2 separate regions of the Sus scrofa genome follow, and region 1 is linked to region 2. Evidence: chromatin contacts called from public promoter capture Hi-C data. All regions are on one chromosome and are shown on one strand. Each heading gives the region's core, a stretch centred on a gene start, on an enhancer-like site or on the middle of the called end of the contact. The rest is flanking DNA. Distances are from core to core; before and after follow the strand shown. Region 1 holds the start of GCAT (2-amino-3-ketobutyrate coenzyme A ligase, mitochondrial). Region 2 holds the start of KDELR3 (KDEL endoplasmic reticulum protein retention receptor 3).

What was found. Promoter capture Hi-C pulls out the DNA fragments that hold promoters and counts their contacts.
Region 1: a promoter capture Hi-C map of liver shows a contact between it and region 2, with 2.8 times the contacts expected there. The contact joins the promoter of GCAT here to the promoter of KDELR3 in region 2. A contact is called at or near these places in 1 of 5 promoter capture datasets (liver) and 1 of 47 Hi-C or Micro-C datasets (liver).

Annotation. Positions count from the first base shown.
Region 1 is chr5:10,034,888-10,040,245 of Sscrofa11.1, forward strand. It overlaps GCAT (2-amino-3-ketobutyrate coenzyme A ligase, mitochondrial), which reads right to left and starts at 3,592. Exons shown (of 9, transcript XM_013997525.2): 1 at 3,325-3,592; 2 at 1,680-1,810; 3 at 205-306. The coding sequence starts at 3,520. LOC100510904 (histone H1.0) reads right to left here. Exons shown (of 1, transcript XM_003126037.4): 1 at 4,057-5,358.
Region 2 is chr5:9,513,367-9,518,730 of Sscrofa11.1, forward strand. It overlaps KDELR3 (KDEL endoplasmic reticulum protein retention receptor 3), which reads right to left and starts at 2,357. Exons shown (of 5, transcript NM_001244970.1): 1 at 2,095-2,357. The coding sequence starts at 2,185.

The DNA.
Region 1 (5,358 bases), core at 2,342-4,841, 520 kb after region 2:
ACTGTGCCCATGGCAGGTAGAAGTTCCTGGGCCAAGGATTGAACCTGCACCACACTTTTGGCCTGCGCCAAGGCTGTGGCAACGCTGGATCCTTAACCTGCTGCCCCTACACAAGGACGCCCCTGCCAAGTTCTTCTAACCGCATACTCCCAAGCCTTCCACGGCCTGGCAGCCTCACCAAGCCCCACTCACGGCCTCGCATACCTCAAAGAGGCCGGCATTGGCATCAAAACAGCTGGGGTAGAGGATGGCGTCCTCCCGCTGGTGGAAGCGGGCGATCTTCGCCTCCAGATCCTTGTGGATGCTCTGAAGCAAGCAAGTAACAGAGGTATTCATGCCTGGGGGGCCACACGGGACGAGTTCTGGGGACAGAGGCTTAGCATGCCACAACCATCCTCTCCCTTCTTTCTGTCCCACCAGGGCTCACCCAGAGCCAGCAGCAATCTGACATGTGGTTCCCCTCGAGGGACTGGGGCCCACCAGGGGCCCCTCTTCCTGGTCAGTCTTTGTTTGGGGGGTCTGATGGTGGAATTATGGGTGCTAATGGCAAAGGAAGCTGTGTCTCCCTGATATCAAGCGGAGTGCCTTTTTTTGGTTGCTTAAAGGCAAAGAAGTGGATTCCAAAATTAATTCTAGGTTAATCTGGGCCTCCAGTCTTTTTTTTTTCTTTCCTCTTTTTATAGCCTCACCTGCAGCATATGGAAGTTCCCAGGCTAGGGGTCAAACTGGAGCTGCAGCTGCCGGCCTACACCACAGCCACAGCCACGCAGGATCTGAGCCTTGTCTGTGACCTACACCACAGCTCACGACAATGCCGGATCCTTAACCCACTGAGTAAGGCCAGGGCTCGAACCGGTGTCCTTATAGATACCAGTCGGGTTTGTTAACCACTGAGCCACGATGGGAACTCCAGAAGCACCAACTCTTGAGCTAGGTCTTCAGGGTTCAAATCCCACAACCGGCTGTGTGCCCTTGGGCAAATCACCTAACTTCTCTGGGCCTCAGTGTCCTCAGCTCTACAAGACCGACAAGAGTAACAGTCATGGCCGAGGATTCTTATGAGCATTAATGAGTGAATATTTGTAATTTCTTAGAGTCGCCCCTGGTACACAGTCATCACTATGACTTTCATGTTTATATAAGTTCATTTTGTAACATTTCCAAAATAAAATTAATCACCAACATATATGGAGCTCTACTTGTGCGAAGCACTGTTTTAAGCATCTTTACCTGTATTAACTCTTTCATATGAGATAATCTCATGAAGTACGATTATCCCCACTTTACCCAAGAAGGCCTGGAGGCGCAGAGAAGGAAAACCCTTCTCCCCAGTAATAGAACCAATACACGGCGGTTCTGGGAACCAAGCTCAGGCAGAATAGCTCCAGGCCATCTCAGTTCCTGCCTGCTGGTCTTCCTTTCCTGAACAGAAACAGGTGTAAGGAGCTCTGCAGGTGGGGCCATGGATGCTCAGAGAGGTAGAGTCTCTCGCCCAAGGCTGCACAGCAAAACAGAAGCCTGAAGCCCACCCTTCTCGTAGACAGCTCTGGGGCTGCGTGGGCCTAGAGTGCTGGGAGGAGCTGAGCCGGCAAAACCAGCCCTGCTGACAGTGGAAGCAAACATCTGGGGTCAGTGCCCAACGCTGGGGACCATCCCCACCGCCCCCGGCCGCTCTGTACCTGGGTCCCACAGATGAATCGGACAGAGCTAAGGCCGGCTCCAAACTCCTCCAGGGCCTGCAGACCTGCCTGGATCACCTCGGGGTGGCTGCTCAGGCCCAGGTAGTTGTTGGCACAGAAGTTAATGATTCCTGAGGTAGAGGACAGGGGACAGACACTGCAGCTCAGGACAAAGAAGGACCTGGAAAGATGTCAGTGCCAGGCCTTGGGAGCTCAGAGAGGAAATGAACCTGGATTCGCCCCTGAGGAGGCAAGAAGCACACAGTTTGATGTGTCCTGGGGCAGAGACCAGGAGGGGGAGCTGGGAGCCCCAGCGAAGCACTGAGTCCAACAGTTACAGGAAAAGGAGGGACAGATAGGGACCCTCACAGCAGCACCTCGGAGGACGAGGAGTTTAAACTCTGGTTTTGCAGCGGAAATTATCACAACATTGTAAACGAGCTCTACTTCAATAAAACTTAAAAAACAAAACAAACAAAAGGACTTTGCACATTCCACCCAAAGCGGAACCGGCCGTTCCTCACTGGCTTCTCCTGTCATTGAAGCTCACCAGCAACCCTTCGTCTGGGCCCTGGTTTCCTCGTGGATGACAGGGGACAGCTGGGTCAGAGGCCCGCCTTGGTCCCCACGCTCCACACGGCTGGCTTTGCTGCCTAGTAGAGAAGCGCATCAGAACCTGACCCTTGAATTATAAAGCCCAAAGCGAGCACAGCTGACCAGAGGAGGCAAGGTTTACTCAGCCTGGGAGAGGCGAAAGCAGGAAAAGAGCCTCGCTCTCCTCATTCCCCATCTTTTGACCAGCTCCAAGCTTCTCTGAGGGCAAGGCAGGGCCTTCCAGGGACCTCTGTTTTATAAACGAGCACAACAGCACCAAGGAGTCCATGCCCATTTCCTGGGCAGATGGCAGGTTTGGGGGTCCGCTTGTCACCAGCACCTCCACCTGGTGGGGCCAGGCACAGACAAGCTGTGGGGTGTGAGACAGAAACAAGGGTGGCCTGGTGGGCCAATTCATGGTGTGACTTCTGCAGCAGCCCTGGAGCCCTTTGCTCACTGTGATTTTGGCCAGTTAGCTGACCTGCTAGTTCCATATGCCAAACCAAACCAAAGCCCAGCTCTGCCTGCAGCTGGCTGGGGCCTTTCCCGCCAGCCACTTCACATCTCTGAGGGTCAGCTTCTTCGTTTGTAAATGGGATTGGTCATCCCCACGTTTTGAAGTTTGCAGAAGTCCAAGTGCAGCAATTAATAGAAGCCTGAACAAAGCAGCGGCTCCAGAAACGCAGAAGTTCATGCTGCCGCCTTCTCACCACCCTCCCTTGAAGCGGAAGAGTGAGAGCCCGCTGGTATCTCTCTATTTTTTTTTCTCACATTCTCACAGCGCTTGATCTCGGGCCAGCCGTGCCCTCTGAATCAAAAAGGGGCTTAAGGGCAAATTACCTCCCTTCGCGTTAACCAGGTTAGAGCTAACCGCGGGAAGCCGAGAAGTCGACAAGTCGGCCTGACAGATGGGGAAGGGTACAGCAGCGACCTGTGCAGGTGCTCCTGCCCGCCCACGGCCTCCAGGACCTCCATTCCAGCCCAAGCCTCAGAACGGCCCTCGAACGCCTGGCCAGGTCTGACGATTCCCAGCAGGAGCGGGGTCCATTACCTCCCGAGACGCCGTCCACGTGTATGCGCGGCCCCTGACGGGACGTGATGACCCGCTCGCTTTTCCAGGTGCCAGCCTCGCGGATGCCTTCCAGCTCCTCCTCCAGAATGCCACGCAGCTGAGCCAGCGCTGACTGCGGGCGACAGCCGCGGGGGGCCCGGGAGAGGGCAGCGCAGAGGATGCGGCCGGCCCACATCGCGTCCACCTCGCCGGAGCGCGCCTGCCCGCTGCGGGCTGTACGCACGGAGACCCCCGCCTGATCACGTGGCGGGGGCTGGGCCCCGACAGCCAATCAGAGCGAGGGGCCCCCGCTACTGGGGCAGGGGAGGCGGACCCAGGGATGGGCGGGCGGGGCCTGGCGGGATCCGCAGTGGACGAAAGTGGATTGGTCTGTAAATTGAGACTGGAGCTGTCCTCAAAGGGGGAGGGGAAGTGACGGGGCGGAGGAACGCGCGTCCGGGCCTCCAGACCCCCACCCATCCCCTGCCTGCACACTTAGCACTCGGAAGGTTAAGGGGATGCCCTACGGGCGCGGGAGGCAGGCGCCGGGAAGCGGGCTGAAGCACATTCTGTACGCTCTAGCCCCAGGGTTGCCCCGGTTCTGTCGAGCTCTTGGAACCCTCCCCCATTCTCAGGTGCAAACGCCCCCGAGATTTCCCCCACTCCTTGCCCATCCGATTGCTACGCATTCTCCTCCAGGCTTGGAAGTGAAGAAAAACACACTGCACGGGCTTTTTCCTTTTTTTTTTTTTTCAATTTTATTTTAAAGTTTCAAAATTACAAAGACAGCAAATTCTTCCCGGCACAAATAACACTTGTTTAAAAAGTAAAAGGGGGTTGGGATGGTGGGGGGGGGAGGGGAAGGACGCACAATTGCGCGTTTTCCCATTTTATTACAAAAAAGGGAAAGACTGTACAGGTTTTTTCTCCCAGCTCCCGGGTGTGAAACGTTAAGTCCTAGCCCTAGATTGTATATATACATATACACACATACACACAGACCTAGCTCTGTAAAACTACTTAGCAATTCAAAGTCAACTGCAGTATGTCTCACTGTCCACTCCCCGCCCCCCTCCTCCCCCATCTACAACTACTCATAAAAGACTCAGAAGTAAAGAGGTCAGGAGGTTTTTAAGTGGCGGGTGGCAGGGCTGGAGCCCCGGCCGACCACCTGGCAAAGCCATCTCTTGTACAGGAGGAACCAAAAATCAGGCGAAAAGGAAAAAAGGTCCTCCTAGGATGCAATCCGATGGTGTGGAAAAAAACCAAGTTTTAACAGGGCACTCTGAGGCACTTGGCTGACCCACTCCCCACCCTTCCCCCAAAGCTTCCTCTGCTGTTTCACAGGAGACCTTCGGAAGCCACAGAGGTCTCCCAATAGCTAGTCTCCAGCTGATTCTGAGAAGCCACAATTTCTAGGACCAGCTGTCATTTTGACCTCCTCCCCTCACCTAGGACAATAGGGAGGCTACAGGGGCAAAGGAACAGAAGTGAGAAGGAAACTGGATGTGGATGCCCCACTGCTCACCACTGGGAGGTGCAAATCAGCCCAGACAGGGTTTTTTGTTTTTTTTTTTCCCCTGCTCCCTCCTTTGCCGTCCCACTGATGCCACCTCTCTCCTCTCCGCTAACGTTCTGCAACTCACGAGGAGTGTTCAACTTAAAACCTTACCAAGGCTGGGCTCCCTGTCATCTTGCCACAAGCTACCTTGCCCCATTCTCCCCCGACTTTTACCTTCCGAATGAATCAACCATCCAACTGAACAAAACACACAAACCCACCCAAATCCCCCAAACCATAAGTAGATTAATGACAAATTAACAAAACAAAATAGAAGTACATCATTACAGAGATTTGTCGTTGCTGTCCTTGCATGACTGCTTCAAGAGAAATGAATTATTCCCTAATTTCTGAGGAATCCAAATTCTGTCTCTTTATAAAGTCAGACGAGGAAGGGGCAAAGGGTTGCAGATGAGGATCAAGTGAGAAGAAAAAAGTATTTACAGAAAACAGGAGACAGGCAGGAGTGTCCA
Region 2 (5,364 bases), core at 1,107-3,606:
CAGCCCCATTTGGGAGCGTCCAGGAGGAGCTCTGTCAGGGGACGCTTGGCTGTCCCTCACATGGCCTTTCCCCACCCCTCCCTTCTCTTCCCAACCCCTCCAGGCTCCCAGGCTCCAGTCACATTTTCCTTAGCGCTTTGGGAGCCCTGCCGGTCCAATGCAATGGTTTTCATATTCTTGAAAGCAATGAATAATTTCCACCAAAGCAGGCCACACATGGAGACGCCAGGATACAGAGGAGAACAGAAGCCAAAACCTGGCCAGAGTCCCTCAGACGTCCGTGGAGCACTTGTGGGACCCACTGACCAGGTGCAGCCCTCCTGCCATTTGACAGATGGGGAAACTGAGGCCCAAGATCACACAGTGAGTCAGAGGCGGAGTAAGGATGAAGGACCAGTCTCCTGCCTTCAGGGCTGGGTCACTGGGGTGTCACAGCCGGCTTTGCTCCCCAGGGCTGATGACCTGGCGTTCAGACCCCTCCCCTCCCCCGTTCTCAACCAGGCTGAGCCCTCTCTGTGCACACACAGGCCCCATCCCCCCTTTTCTTTCCCCACAGCACTTAGCATCTCTAACAAACCGTATCATTTACTCAGTTGCTACCACTGTTGCTTTTTGGCAATCTCCCACTAGCTAGATTCAGACCCACCAGGCCAGGATCTCTGCCTGGGTTGGCCAGGTATATGGCAGGTGCCTGGTACAACGCCTGGCAGAGCGGGTTGTGGAACGGCGCCCCCTCCTGGTCATGGTTGTTCACCCAGTCTAGGGCTTCCCGTGGCAGCAACAGGTCCAAGCTAGATTATTCCTCTCACTGGAGCCCCTGTCAGTGTTCCTGGCCCACTTCCCCCAAATGGAAACCAGAGTGCCAGTGACTGCCTATCTCCCCAGAGACCCCAAACCCGAAGGGCTTCCAGGTCTGTAATCACTCCCTCTGCAGTGACCCTCACATGAGCACCTCTCACCCCCACAGAAGCTGGCAGTCTCTGTGATGCTCTCTCTGCTTCCTCCATTAGCCGCTCCGCACAGCTTCCAGAGGCCCTTCTGAGGCCCCTCCCTGCTCCCAAACTTTCCATGGCTCCCCAGTCCCATCTCCCTAGCCTGACAGACAAGGCCCTTTCACATCTGACTACCCACCCCTTGGACTCATCTCCCTCCTGGGCTACCCCCAAATCGGCTGCTCACCATTCCCGAGACATACATGCCCTCACACACCTTCCCTGAGTGACACCCTGCCTGTCTTCCAGGACTCAGCACAGAGCCGCTCCCTCCATGAAGCCTTCAGGAGTCCACTCTCAGCCTCCTTGGCCCCCACGAGGAGCCCATGCGCGTCTCTGTATCCCCTCACCCCAGTGCCAAGCGCAGGGCAGGCGCCTCCAGGACACCAGTGGACAGAGATGGCTGCAGGCGGCTCCAGCGGCTTCTTCATGCACTGAGTCTGTGTGGTCACCACAGTCCAGGCCTGAAAGTTCTCCAAGCCTCCATCAGGGCAGCCAGACTACTGGACAAAAGGGGGACCCCTCCCACCCTCCCTGGGCTTCTGCTCATGGGCAGCTCCGTGCCCCTCCTGCCACATCACAGCCGCCTGTGGCACAGGCAGGGGAGGAAAGAGGGCCTACCTAGCCTATGGGGCAGAGGAGGTGGGGGGGGGGTTGGGAAAGAGAAGACCTTGAGAGTTTGGAGCCACTTCCTGTGTGTACACCTCCCCACCCCCCCACCTCCTGTTCCCCATCCTCCTGCCTGAGTGAGGTTAGACGGAACAATGGGACCCAAAGGGTGCTGCTCCTGGGCAGCAAAGGGGGTCCCTTCCTCTTCCAACTAGCAGTGGCAATGCCAAGCAGGGGCGGGAGGCGGGGAGGGTCAATGGAAGCACAAGCCCAGCCTCCCTCCATAATCTCCACGGGTCCTTCTTCTTTGATGTGGTGTGACTCTAAGTTTTCTTTGGAAGCTGAGCTGTGCAAAAACAGCTTCCAGCTCCCCCAAGCCGAAGTCCCCACCCTGAACAGACATTCAGGAGCCCCTCGTCAAGCCCCGCTGCCGCAGCGTAGGGCTGGCACCTCTGCCCCCGGCCCCACACCGCCCGCCCCAGGCGCCCCTCACCCGTGCAGCACTTGGACCTCCAGATCTTCCCCAGAAGCAAGATCATGGCCAGGAGGTGGCTCAGGTCGCCGAGGATACGGAACACGTTCATGGTCCGGTCCGCGCGCAGCCAACTCCTGGGAAACTTTCTGGCGGGCGAGGCGGCTGCCACGTCCCCGGCCCCGGGCTCTGGGTCCCGCGCCCCTGCCCGCGCCCCCGAGCTCCGCGCTCCCGGGCGCCGCCGCTCCACCAGCGCGCTCTCGGCCGGGCGGTGACGTGGCCAGACCGGCCGCCGCGCCTGGGAGCCAGGAAGCGGCGCCGCCCGAGATCCCGAGATCCCGCCCCCCGTCCAGCCCGGGCGGGCACCGCTCGGCCGGCCATCGGCCTTCCGGCTGGGGCCCGCTACCCGCCGCCCGGGCCGCTCAGTGCCCGCAGGGTGCTCGCCCCGTCCCGCCGCGCCCCGCCGGTGTCCGGAGAAGGGTCCACAGAGGAGTGCCGGGGGCGGGGGGGGGGTGCTCTCGCACGTGACCCTGGGCAAGCCACGGGGATCCTCTCTCTGCCTCAGTTCCCTCGTCTGTAGCCAGGGCTAGTAAGGCCAGTGTTGGGGTGAAGCTGGGTCCCTCGTGCCACTGCTTGGCACGAAGCTTGGCAGTTTAGAAGCCTCCCATAAACGGTGACCTCCTGCTATTGTCATCATCATTCTGGGGTTTGAACTCTTCCCTTCTTGGGTGAGAAGAGCTGGAGCCAGAATCCCTACGCTCTCACCTGTTAATTTGAATAGCTGCCTTGTCCCCTCCTGACCTGTTGGACAGTGGTAACCAAACACTCAGGTTGGGAGTCAGGCTGACCTTCGTGTGTGTGTGTGTGTGTGTGTGTGTGTGTGTGTGTGTGTGTGTGTGTGTGTGTGTGTGTGTGTCTTTTTAGGGCCGCACCCGCTGCATATGGAGGTTCCCAGGCTAGGGGTCGAATGGGAGCTACAGCTGCTGGCCTACACCACAGCCATAGCAACGCCAGATCCGAGCCACATCTGTGACCTACACCACACCTCACAGCAACGCTGGATCTGTAACCCACTGAGCGAGGCCAGGAAATCAAACTGGAAACCTCATGGTTCCTCGTCGGATTCATTTCCACTGCGCCACGAGGGGAACGCCAAGCCTTCCTCTCTTGGCCTCAGTGTTGCATCTGTAAAATGGCGTTACTGTGGGTATGGAAGAGGTCAAGCCTATCACGGAGATCCAAGGCCCTCACTGAGTGTCACTCCCTCTTCCTGCTGTGACAAGATATTAAACAGAAGCAAAGGCCAGGAAAGACTCCAAAGGGCTGTGGGATGTCGGCCAGCAAGTTGGGAGGCAGGAAGGGTGAAGGACTAATCATGGTCAGGAGTCCTTTCAGTGCTGTGTGGCCTAAGGAGGTCAGCCACCCTCTCTGGGCCTTGGTATCTGCATCTGTAGGACTGGAGTGCATATGCTAAGGGCCTTTACCGCCACCCTCCTTTGGCCCCTGTAACCCCTTCTCCCACTCAGCACCTTTATCTCTCCCCAAATTACTGGCCTCCCCCCACCCCCAGCACAGATAGCCAGAGAGGCTTTGCCATGATAAAAACCCATCACCCCTCTATTCGTGACCCTTTCATGGCCCCCTCACCATGAGTCGTACGGCAAGGCTGTACTTTGAGGCTCAAAATATGGTCCAAGGACCAGCAGCATCTGTATCACCTGCTGGAAATGCGGACTCTTGCGTCCCGCCCCAGACCAAGTGGACCAGAATCTATCTGCTCTGCTGTTAAACAAGATCCGTGGGTGCTTTGTGTGCACACGAAAGGTTGAGATCTAAGTGAAACTAAAAGGGAGGTACTGTTGTTATTCTCATTCCACACTGGGAAAACTGAGACACAGAGAGGTTAAGTCATTTGCTTAGAGTCGCACAGACGCTAAATAGTGGAACCTGGACTCCAGCATACAGTCTGACTCCAGGGCTCATGCAATTAAATCATTACATTACACTGTAGGTTGTCATGGGAGGTGATGAGCTCCCTGTCATGAGAGACAGGTAAGCAGGGGGTGGGTGCCCATTTGTTAGGTATGCTGCAGTGGGGACTGTTGCCCTGGCAGAGAGGTTTGGGATAACAGCCATCAAGTACTAAGCATCTCCTGGGTGCCAGGCATGGGCCAGGCCTCAACAGTCACGCTCCGAAGCAGACTCAAAATCCTCACTTTGCAGGTAAAGCTTATTGAAGTCAGGGAGGTGAGATGTGGGGTCCAAGTTCCTCTGGGAGGAAGAGCCAGGCATTCATCCCAGGGCTGTGACAGGTTCTGAATGGGCCGCTGGGTTCTCTCCTCTCCCCACCCCCACCCCCACCCCCTCCCCTGCCCAGATGCTTCCTCTCCAGTCGGTGCCCAGAGAAGGCGGTGGCTATTTAAATCCCTCAGGTGTGGCTACGGTTCTCTCTGCCCAACCAGCTGGCATCTCCTTCTCAGCGCCCACCTCCTCCCCAAGCCAGGGAAAAGCACGTGCATTTGCCATTTGGTGAAACATCTGTCCTCCCGAGAAGCAGCCCCAACTGCCAGCGGGGGCTTGGAACAAGGCTAGAATCGTCCTCTTCTATTTCTTCAGGGGGGACCACGGGGGGACTGGGCCAGGCCAGGGGAGGTCTGAGAAGTGACCACCATGGTGGTGGAGTGGGAAGAACCCAGGCTGAGTAGCCCCGGGGCCAAGGGGTCTCATCCTGCAGCCTTCTAGTGTAGCCTTAAGCCTGCCATGTCCCTTCCTTGGGCCTCAGCTTTCCCATCTGTTAATGGGGATAATGAAGTTAGCAGTATTGCGACCGGCTCCTTGGTCCTCCCTGCATCTAGCCTTCCCAATCCCCCTCTGAAGCTGATCATCGTTATGTCTCAGGAGAGGAAGAGACACCCCCACTTTACAGATGAGAAAATTGAGGCTCAAACTTGTCCTCTTGCTTCCCCAAGTCGCATAGACCTCTTCTCCCCCAGGTTCTACCACTTTGTCCTTAGCAGTCAGCCCTGCCTTTTTCGTACCTCCCTTATCTTCAGGGTGGAGTGTTTTCCAAAGCTTCCCATGAAGAAGAGGGAAAAAATCCCCTACTTATTTTACCCCGCTGGCTCTAGCCCATGTCACCACTCTGGCCACCTGCACCGTCAGGCCTGTCTTTCCCAGATGCTGGGTGGTTCCAGGCAAGTCCCTCACCACTCTAAGCCTCGCTTTCCTGACACCTGCAATCTGCCTGCTGTAGACGTGCAATTGAGGGGAAGCCAAGAGGGGTGTTTTCTT